Linked DNA regions of Zea mays: region 1 is linked to region 2. Evidence: chromatin contacts called from public Hi-C data. All regions are on one chromosome and are shown on one strand. Each heading gives the region's core, a stretch centred on a gene start, on an enhancer-like site or on the middle of the called end of the contact. The rest is flanking DNA. Distances are from core to core; before and after follow the strand shown. Region 1 holds the start of LOC100281473. Region 2 holds the start of LOC103626504.

Region 1 (5,460 bases), core at 931-3,430, 380 kb after region 2:
TCAAGAATCACACCTTTGTCTTGACATTGCTGAAACCAGCCAAGTACAGCACAGTCTCAACAGTCCTACCAGCAGCAGACATTCCACTCCTCATTGGCCCAGGCCAGAGATATATCTTAAGATACACAATCAGGTCCACCAGAGTTACCACAGCAGGATTGACAAATATAAGAGAAATTCGGTATTTCCATGTGTTCACCTTTGTTTTCTCATATTTGGCCTGGATAGCATGAGCGATTGTGTGATCCTCGTATCGCTCCATGTAGTGGAGATTCTGGAAGCATTTCTCATACGCCTGGTGAAAAGAATAATTAAAAAAGACACTTCCTGTCAGACCTAGATGCCTCAGTTGACTCAGCTAATTCCGAATGAAGCATGAAACCAGTTGCTCAACCATCTAGCATACATGAGAGATCCCAGGTAACTATCACATATTTCTGAGATCAACGATTCTACACACACACACACACAATGCTACTGCCTTAAATGGCACCATGAACGAGTTTAGTAATTTGTTTGGAAAGGTAAATCATCCATACTCTCTGTATTGCAATCTTGGCTGTTGGGCCTTTAGCCTTAGCGAAGCCAACAACACCATTGTAATTTCCAGTGGCCAATAGCGCTGTGAATTTTGCTATTTGGCCTCCCTGATAAACAAGATGTAAAATTAGGCAACAGAGTTGGCGAAAAGACTAATTATCAGTTGAAGTCACTCAAACAAAGAACGATAACCTTTGTGACTTTGCATGTCCTGTTAACATCGATAACTTTCACATCAAAACCCTGTAAGGTGTGTCATGATGATATCCATGTTAGCACATAAAGCAACATGAAAGACATCGATGGAAGATATATCCAATCAAAAGATTGCTAGGCTGATTGGACTATTTTCAATTGATGATTCTACTTACTTTTCTGTACATAGGTCTCCTGCTCTTCTCGGACAGGGAATTGCGTTCCTCCACCAAATCCTTGATTTCCTCCTCCAAAGCTCTGCCTTTCTTACCGAAGGTATGATCCAACAGTTCTAGCTTCCCCTCAATCTTCTTTTCAATAGCATCGAGTTTATCTATGAGAATATCATCCCTCTCCTTCACATCATTGAATTCCTCGTCGACATCCTCAAGTTCTGCCCCTTGGATCATCTGCTTCTCCTTATCAAAGCCGGCATTGAGCACGACATCCTCAGGAGAACCAACCTGCTGGTGCTGGATGATCCCAAAGTTTGCAGGGTTACTGGGGTCGTAGGCTTCCTTGATTTCCATGATCCTGACGGCTCGGTTGAGCTTCTGAAGGAGAACGAAGCGCTCTTTCCCCGTGGCATCCTTGAGACGGTTCATCATGTCGCCGATGACCCTGTACTCCAGTGGCAGCTTGAGATGGCGCTCCTCAAAGTTGTTGATTTTGGTCATCCATTTGTGAGCCTCGTCTAGGGTGTCTGTCACATTTGGCCATGGCAGCAAAAGACAGAGAATTGTTGAAGGAATAAACGAGGCGGAAATGGATGGAGGACGGGATGAGATGAGGCTGGTAAGTAGGTTCATTACCGGCCTCTGCGAATGATTGCAGGAACTCCTCATGGCGCTTGCACTTGCGCTCGAACTCGTCGACGCGCTGCTTGATGGCATCGGGCGTGTAGCGCTCGTCGTCCTCGTCGCTGTCGGAGTCGGTGGGCTCCCAGAAGCCTTCGCCGGCGGCCATATCCTTGGTCTTGCGTCGCTCGAGCTTCTCAATGAGCGGCTTGACGCCCATGTAGTCCTCTTCGTCTTCCTCCGGCTCTTCCTCCTGGTCTTTGCCGTCCTTTGCGCGGCGGTCCTGTCGCTCCCGCTGGCGCTCGCGCTCGACCTCAGCGAGCAGCTCGTGCACGACCCACTCGCTCTGGAACTTCTGGTGGGGCCTGGCGTCCCCGGATGAGGCGGAGAATGCCAGGTGGCGGCGCGGCGGCGTGATCCGCGAGCCTAGGTGATGGCCGTGGCGTGGGAGTGCGGTGGAACCCGCGAGGCTATGCGGACGCAAGGAAAGGAGGCGGACCCACGCCGCGGCGGCGCGGGAGCGTGCGACGGCGGCGGCCATGGCGGCGGCGGCGGAGAGAAGAAGGAGAAGAGGGTTTTTGCCGGCGGGTGGGATTCTGCACCGCAACAAAATGGAGTGGGAATCATCGTCCGTCGCAACCGTAGCGGAATGAAATCTAGGTGGGCCCTTCATGGGCCTCCATTTCCTAGTCCATGGGCTACCTCTTGCGTCATCTGAGCAGCACGGGCACCCGACGAACCCTGGCTTGGTCGGCTCGGGTCGTTTCCGTTTTGGCCGCTCGGGGGCAATTCTGTCTATCCATCCACAAATAGAAGTTTGTCTCAGAAAACAAAAATAAGAAGGATGGGAATTGGATTCTGATTTGTTGTTCTTCTTCCTAAATAATAAATTCTAGGGTTTGCCTCTTCCCTCTCGGCTCTCGCTCCCACCACCACCACCAGGCAGACGCAGATCGGCGGCGGGATAGGCTAGCAATGATCCCCAATTCCGACTTCCTCTAGACTGCCTGGCGGTCGAATTCCGATTCGATTGGAGTAGGGAACGAGAAGGGAACAAATACACCGGCACCACCACCAGACCAGACAGCACGTGCCTCCATACTATGGTTTACGCCCCGTGCCGCTCATCGACGCCGCCGTCTTCCTCGCCGATGCTCCACAAGAACCTCCGCGCCCTCGGACCCGGCTTGAATCCCTTGGCTCCCTTCGGCATGGGCAACTACTCCCGCTAGCCGTTTCCTCCTATCCCTCTTTCTCCGATTCCGATCTCTGAGTGCTTCCGCCTCCGCCCCCGGCCGCTTCCTCCATCGGAACCGATCCCCGCTATTTTACTCCCGTTCGTTTCATTGTTCCGTTGCTTTGGATCTGAGTCTCGAGATCCTCCCCTGTCCTGCTGCTCGAGGAGCCGCCAAGGATACCAAAATACCATGGTGCAGGTGCGCAGGTCGCTCAGCATGAGCCGCCTTCGGAGCTGCCACGACGCGGACGACCGTGGCTGGAACCCGCTCCATGTTGCTGCTCGCAAGGGAGACCTCAAGGAGGTAACCATCATTCATACATAACCTCTCTACCTTTGTATTTCTCTTAATGATTGATGATACATTGCATGCTATACCAAACTAGATTAGATTGTGAACCCATAAACTAGATTAGATTGTGAACCCATACAATTTACCAAAACGTTTGAAGGGGGAAAAGGAGCCCGCCATTGTATTGATTGATGATCTGGTATATAAAATATTGCCAAAGGTGGCCAGCAAATGTCCAACTTAGGGCTAGTTTGGGAATCCCATTTTTCCAAGGGATTTCTATTTTCCTAAGAGAAATTAGTTCATTGTTCCTTAGGAAAATAGGAATCCCTTGGAAAAATGGAGTTCCCAAACTAGTTCTTATTATGTGTAATATACGATGGAAATAGAGTGTAACCGTTTCTATCCATATCGTCAGATACCATATACAGATTCCAGCACGTGTTGGTTCACATGGATTGTGTGCATGCATCACACACAAAATAACACTAAATACATAAAATTGCACTCAGGTCAAGGCAACCAGTATTTCAGGAATCCTTTTTGTCACCACCCTGAAGCTAAGCAGAGCAATCCAAACAAACAACTACTTCTAGATGTATAATTAGTTTTGTTGGCCGTCACCTTTATAATTATATATCAAAATTCTGTGCCCATCTTAAGCCCATATGACCATGTTCAAAATTCTACTATCTCGAATCGTTCTGAATTAGCTGGTTCTCAATTCTAGTTTTTCATCAAATATTGTTCCAATCTTCATCTGTGACTGGCTGTACATAACTATTTCCCTTTTTCTTATTCCTTGATTTCATGTGCTTCCACTAGCAATAAATATACTGCGTTGACTCATTTGGCAATTGTTATAGACACATTTGGGAAGAAATACCACTGTTTTTAGTCCTTTAGAATGGTATTCATCCTAGGCCTTTACAATGATACTCATCCCTGGATATATATTAACCTTCATTAGTAATGGTGTCTTTCTATTTCTCTTGTTGCCTGTTGGTGCGACGGTGCCTAGTGCCAAATGTTTTTGCTTACTCACCTATCTAATTAGATAATAAATATGGTTTTCTCTCTCTCTCTGCCTAGGTCCGACGTCTCCTGGATGAGGGGGGGATGGATGTGAATGCACCTGCATGGGGACCAAAATGTCCTGGTGCTACCCCACTCCATCTGGCTGCTCAGGGTGGGCATGTTAAAATCATGGATGAACTACTGGAGCGTGGTGCCAATATTGATGCTCGAACAAAAGGGGCATGCGGCTGTAAGTTCACACTTCCTCTGACCCATTGCTAGAGAGCAAAGGTTTTGAGTATGCACATTTCGGTGTCATTAATCTTGTTTCCTGTTGGAGTTGATGCTGCTTCATGAACATATCATTCCACCATATGCTGTCTGTGCTATGCAATGACTATGAATCCGCGTAGTTGTCCTTCCATCTATTATCGGCGGAATTGCAATCCCCCTCCACCGAGACCTGGATGTTACATTCTTGTGGACAAGTATATGCAGTAGTGATGCCTCCCTGGTTATTCTGGGCCTCAAATTCATTCAGTTTCAACCGAAGTTGCATCCTAATGATTTAACATGGTTTCAGTTCATGCCTAAGGACATACGTGTCAGTTTTTGTATGGTAGAAACTATTTCTTGATTAAATCATATATATGCCTCTACTTCTCTAGCAATAGTGGGCGCAAAACATGCTTATACAGAATAACGATATGAGTGGACCTGTTATTTTTATCCTGGGAGTCTGATTGGCTCTTTTCTTGGTTGAGCACAGGGACTCCTCTACACATTGCTGCCAAGGAAAGGAACAAGAAGGCTGTGAGATTCCTGATTGAGAATGGAGCATTCCTTCCTCCTGAGATGAATGACCATAGGTTCAATCCCCCCCTCCATTACTGCTCTGGGTTAGAATGGGCGTATGAGATGAAGCGCATGCAGGATGAAAGCGATTCGCCTGGCGAAACTTCGTTGAGCTCGGATAACTAGAGAGAAAGCAGCAGGTGCATGCAGCTTGAGAACGATGAAGTTAAGTCAAGTCATTGAGTACATTTGCTTGATGTCTGGATGATGGAGATGTTCTGTTCTGTGACTTTAGAATAATTGTTGAGTGGTACCTGTAATATACGACGAGTGATTTGTTGAATAATAATCATACACTAGTGTATAGCGCGCACATGCGCGCATGCCGTTCTGTGGTGTAAAATCTTGTTATAAGCATGTATAACTTGATATTGTATCGTGAACATGCATATATGCAGAGTAGTCATTATTGAGACATGAGTATCAGATCAAATTTAGCATTAAAGTAACGTGCACCAAGAGCTTAAGCAAGCAATGGTGCTAGACTTAGCACATTTCTTAAGATTTCAAAGAGTGGAATGAACTCA
Region 2 (5,949 bases), core at 548-3,047:
AAGCGTGCAACCTAATTTTAGCATAAGTGTGAGAAAGAGGGGCCACAGCAAACAATAAAAGGGTATCAAAATAAAATGGCCCATACTGTATATGTGGATGTGCTCAGTGATGTCTGGCCAGATGAGTTGCCAACAGCTATCAAGCTAGCAGCTTGAGCAACTAATCCATGATTGCAGAGTTCATCAAGTTTGTCGGGGTAATAGGCAAAAGCTTCAGCAATGCGTGTCAAACAAACAGAAGCATGCTCTAGTACCTGTAAGGCACATAGATGAAGGGTTGGGAAATACATGATATACCTCAATATATCATAATCCAGAGGTATGGTTGTCTGAGCTTGCAAAGTACCTTGGAATCATGGTGATTTAGAAGATTCGTGAGCAAGGGGACAGCTTCCATGACAAACTCGGAAGCATCGGACGGCAGCTTCCTGCAAATATTTGCAGCGGTAGACAAGGCTACCCTCTACAACAAGTACGTCCCCCATGGGAAGAGGTGTAAGTAGATGCAAACAGTGCACAAGATAAGAACGGTTGTAAGGAGATCAGAGGACCCGACCTGAACCCCAGTGGAGAAGAAGTCGAGATACGATAGAACAGCCATTAGGGCACCAGCTCGCAAACAGGCAGTTGGGTGCTCCAGAGAGATCTTCTTAAGGGCTTGTAGAGACTGAGCAGGCGAGTAAAGTAAATGTGTTAGCAGCACCTTGGTAAGGGGCTAAGGGCATGCATGCAGAGGATGACTGATCATATTTCATTTTTAGATGATAGTGAGGATGAGCGATGATACAGGATAAAACGAGGAAGAAGAAGACAAAGGGAAGGCACCACCTGCTCAGCGAGGTCCATGTACTCGATGGTGAGCAGTCGAGCACAGAAGCACTGTATGGCCCCGTAGTGCACGACCGCGGAGCAGGAGGAGGGGAGCACATCAACGAGGTTGGAGAGTGCCCGCGCCGCGAGCAGCATGACGTCGGGGCTGGCACCAGCGGTGGCAGGCTCGTCCTCGCGGCCGAGCATCCCGACGAGGATTGGGACAAAAGCATCGACCGGGAAGGCGGCGAGCGAGTCCTCGGTGCCGATGGAGAGCATCTCGCAGAGCTGCATGAGGGACTGGAGCTGGCGCGACTCGTCGCCGTGCGCCTGCAGGCCGGCGAGGATCCTCTTGAGGTGACCGGACGTGGCGGAGGAGGGCGCTGAGGAGGAGGATGGGAGGAGGTCGTCGAGGCCGGCGCCGAGCCTGCGGAGGAGGCCCTGGAGGGCGGTGCTGGCGGAGGTGAAGGGCTGGGGGAAGGTGACGTCGGCGTCATCGTCAGGGGCGGGTGGGGAAGGGTGGTCGGAGGAGGCGGGGTCGGGGTCCTTGCCCTTGTCGGCGGCGGCGGCGCGGGAGCGGCGGCGGGAGGAGGGCGAGGGTTCCATCGGTGGCTGCTGGCGCGGCGGCGCAGAGGAGGAGGAAGAGGAGTTGCGGCGGGGGCGCTTGGAGGCGGACGAGGAGGCGGCGGCCGCTGCGCGCTTGCGACTGCTGCTGCGTGTTTCCATACAAGGCAAGGCGCGCGCGCGGGGAGGGCGGCCGGTCGGCCGGCCGGCCGAGACTAGGCGGCGGCCAGCGGCAGCGGGCGGGTGCGCGTGAATCCAATTCCAGCCGATAGCTCCTGGATTGGATTCGTCCCGTCGGCGGTGGATCGATCTAGGAGGAATTGGGGATTTTTTGCTTGCTTCCCTCGTTCCCTTTTGCCTTGGATGGATTCGTTCGATGAAGGGGAGGAGGAGGACCAAGACGCGAGAGAGGAGAGTGACAGACGCAGACACACACACAGCCCAGCAACTGCTGGTCAGGATCTCTCGTGGTCGGCAACTCCAGGCCTGGGCCGGCCATCCCTTCATGGGCTCTCATCCCATCAATCAAGCTGCACTATGCGGATCTACGGACTGTTGGACCGGACCGCCTGGACGGCCTTTCATCAGATCTCCCGGTTGCCACTCTCGATGCCTATCTGCCTCTCTTTCTTGTGCTAGTGTTTGGTGTTGTTTTTTAGCTTACTAAGAGCATCTTCAATACTTATGTAAATTTAGCATCCTAAATTATAGATTTAAGAAGTTGCTAAAACACTTTAAGAAGTAGAAAAATGTATGTGATCCAACAGTTTCCTATTTATTGGTTGCTAATTTTAAAGTTGTCTACGTCAACAAAAAAAATAAGTGAGCTTGCTTTCTAATTTTAATTGAGTCGGCGGTAGAAATCAATATCAACAACCTTCCCTGATGTCGAAGTTATCGATGGAAGACCATACGGACGTGGCGATGACGCGAAGACATCACAGGATGTGCTCTAACGACGCCTCCGCATAAGAGGTTGTCTAACAGTGACGGCACAAGACATCTAGGCGTTAGAGATGGATTTGTGGTCAACAGGACAGTGGGACAGCGCAAAACAGTGGCAAAAGTATTATTTTCATGATGGATTTAGTACCAACGTTGATTTAGTGAGTCCCAACAAGGTTGGTAAATGTAGGGATGAAATTGTGTTTTGTAGGGAGTTTGTACATTTAGGGAACTGATTTACATAACTGTTGGAGAATAGTTTTTATCGAAAACTTGTTAAATTCATATTTAGGGACTTGTTTACATAACTACTGGAGATGCTCTAAGGGTCTGTTTGTTTCATCTTATAGATTTTATAATCTGGATTATAATCTAAATTATATAATATAGATTATAATCTATACATATTATAATCTACATATAGTTGTTTGGTAGTCTAGATTATACAAATGTAGATTATTCATAAAGACAGCAGTACCCTTGTTTGTTTATTTCAAGTGAGGAAAGAATGATGGCATATATTGTAATTTCTATTTACATAACCATGGGGTAGTGGGTCTTTTGCCAAAAATAATCTCAAATAAGCTATTGTTCTCTACTATCTATTAAGTCAATAATGTAGACCACGGCACAACCATGCCCCCGCCCTACCCTGCCTCACTTTGCCCACCCTATCGTCAGACTACCCCTGACCTAGTGTGCCATGTGCTTCTGGTCCGCGCGCTACCGTCCTCCCGGTTTCATCCGTTCTCGCGCCCGCACGCCGTCATCTATGGAGTCGTCCGCCCCTCGGCCTCAAACGGAGCCGTCCGCACCAGCCGCCAACTTGAGCCCGGTCCCGCATATTCCGTCTTACTGATGACGGATCCACTCGCCCTCTTGAGAGCACCTAGAGGGGGTGAATAGGTGATCCTGTAAAACTTGAACTTAATGCCACAAAAACATGGTTAAGCGTTAGCACAGTATTGCCAAGTGGCTAGATAAGAGTCTTAGCGAAACACAATAACCACAAGAGAATCAACACAGGTAGACACAGTGGTTTATCCCGTGGTTCGGTCAAGTACAACACTTGCCTACTTCCACGTTGTGGCGTCCCAATGGACGAGGGTTGCAATCAACCCTTCTCAAGCGGTCCAAAGACCCACTTGAATACCACGGTGTTTGCTTTTCTTTTCTATATCCCGTTCGCGAGGAATCTCCACAACTTGGAGTCTCTCGCCCTTACAAAGATGTTCACAAAGAAGCACAGAGCAAGGGAGGGATTAGCAACTCACACAAGACACAAGGATCACAGCAAATACTGAGAGCACCTAGAGGGGGGGGTGAATAGGTGATCCTGTAAAACTTCAAAACTTAAGCCACAAAAACTTGTTAAGTGTTAGCACAAATATGTCCAAGTGGCTAGAGAGGAGTCAAAACACAATAACCACAAGAAATCAATCACAGAGATGACACGGTGGTTATCCCGTGGTTCGGCCAAGTACAAAACTTGCCTACTCCACGTTGTGGCGTAACGGACGAGAGTTGCACTCAACTCCTCTCAAGTGATCCAATGATCAACTTGAATACCACGGTGTTCTTGCTTTTCTTTTCTCAATCCCTTTTGCGAGGAATCTCCACAACTTGGAGCCTCTCGCCCTTACAAAAGATGTTCACAGAGAATCATGGAGCAAGGGAGGGAATGAGCAACGCACACAAGACTTCAAAAGATCAGAGCAACACGCACACAAGCAGCAATAAGAGCTCGCAACACAACTCAAAGAGTACACCACTCCACAAGAGCTCTATATGCTATCACAATGAATCGAATGCGCTAGATCAATGTCTTGGTGCTTAGAAAGGTTGTAGGAATGCTTGGTGTATTCCTCCATGCGCCAAGGGGTCCCTTTTATAGCCCCAAGGCAGCTAGGAGCCGTTGGGAACAAATCTGGAAGGCCATCTTTGCCTTCTGTCTCGTGGCGCACCGGACAGTCCGGTGCACACCGGACACTGTCCGGTGCCCGATTTGTTTCCATAAAAAGCTCATCCGACCGTTGCTTTCTGATGCAGATCTGCGCACAGTTGGCGCACCGGACATGTCCGGTGCACACCGGACAGTCCGGTGTACCTTTCCGACCGTTGGCTCGGCCACGTGTCGCGCGCCGATCGCGCGGCCGACCGTTGGCCCGGCCGACCATTGGCTCACCGGACAGTCCGGTGCACACCGGACAGTCCGGTGAATTTTAGCCGAAGTCGCCGGAGAAAAACCCGAGAGCGACTGTTTTGCTCCACGCTGGTCTGGCGCACCGGACACTGTCCGGTGCACACCGGACAGTCCGGTGCCCCAGCCCGAAACAGCCTTTGGCTGTACACAGCCACTCTCCACTTCTTTTCTTTTCTTCTTCTTCCTGTTTCTAACACTTAGACAAGATATTAGTACACAAAACCAATGTACTAAGACTTAGAAACATACCTCTGTTGTAGATTTTCACTTGTTCAACCATAGGCATTGATTCTCATATAAACACTTGTGTTGACACTCAATCACCAAAATACTTAGAAATGGCCCAAGGGCACATTTCCCTTTCAATCTCCCCCTTTTTGGTGATTTATGCCAACACAACATAAAGCAGATAGGACAAGTGCAAAATCACTTCAAATAAAAACTCAAATTGATTTTGATTCAATTTTAGCATATATGGATCATCCTTTGCCACCACTTGGTTTGTTTTTGCAAATCAAACTCAAATCTCTATCTCTATGTCAAACACACATGTTGAAGCATAAAGAGAGTCATTTCAAAAGAGATTGTCAAAGATTTCAAAAACTCCCCCTATTTCACACTTCTCCCCACAAGAAGCCAATTTTTGACAATAGAGACAATAAAAGCTTTTGACAAAACAAAAACTCTATTCTACTATTTTCAAAATCTCTCAAGTGGTAGCTGATCCATTTATCACTTTGGCCTTTTTTTTCTCCCCCTTTGGCATCAAGCACCAAAACGGGATCAATCTTGGCCTTTTAACCCCATTGCCTCACCAAAGTCTTCAATTAAGAGCAAATGGCAATAAGATTTCATGAGATGAACTTGGAATTAGTTACCCTCTCATCGGAGTGCAGTGGAAGTCTTGCATGGTCCAAGTCCACCTTTTCCCTTTCAATCCTCCTTCGAGACTAAATCATCAAACTCAAGCACATGGTTAGTCTCAAAGGGTCAAGTTGTAACACATCTCCCCCTAAACATGTGCAACACTTTGCAACGGTCTTGTGAGGTCCAGGGAGTGTTTGTACAACTTGAGCACCATAATAAGCAACAAAATGCAAAAAGGAACATGATCAAAAGCATAAGTACATGTATGCTACAATTCAATCCAGGTTCCGCGAATCTATGACATTTAGCTCACTACGCAACCTGCAAAAGGTCTTCTCATCTAGAGGCTTAGTGAAGATATCGGCTAGCTGGTTCTCGGTGCTAACATGAAACACTTCGATATCTCCCTTTTGCTGGTGGTCTCTCAAAAAGTGATGCCGGATGTCTATGTGCTTTGTGCGGCTGTGCTCAACAGGATTCTCCGCCATGCGGATAGCACTCTCATTGTCACATAGGAGTGGGACTTTGCTCAGATTGTAGCCAAAGTCCCGGAGGGTTTG

What was found. Hi-C and Micro-C count contacts between places; a contact is called where the count stands out from the background.
Region 1: a Hi-C map of leaf shows a contact between it and region 2, with 8 times the contacts expected there. The contact joins the promoter of LOC100281473 here to the promoter of LOC103626504 in region 2. A contact is called at or near these places in 16 of 25 Hi-C or Micro-C datasets (bundle sheath, ear, endosperm and 5 more) and 1 of 3 datasets of contacts at active chromatin or transcription factors (leaf).

What each region holds. Positions count from the first base shown.
Region 1 is chr5:68,796,102-68,801,561 of Zm-B73-REFERENCE-NAM-5.0, forward strand. LOC100281473 reads right to left here and starts at 2,181. Exons shown (of 8, transcript NM_001196170.2): 1 at 1,548-2,181; 2 at 912-1,438; 3 at 733-783; 4 at 540-647; 5 at 200-295; 6 at 14-115. The coding sequence starts at 2,073. It overlaps LOC100272874 (ankyrin-3), which reads left to right and starts at 2,425. Exons shown (of 3, transcript NM_001147327.1): 1 at 2,425-3,073; 2 at 4,154-4,328; 3 at 4,848-5,363. The coding sequence starts at 2,960. The coding sequence ends at 5,059.
Region 2 is chr5:68,419,265-68,425,213 of Zm-B73-REFERENCE-NAM-5.0, forward strand. It overlaps LOC103626504, which reads right to left and starts at 1,798. Exons shown (of 17, transcript NM_001352177.1): 1 at 829-1,798; 2 at 557-667; 3 at 347-463; 4 at 87-254. The coding sequence starts at 1,536.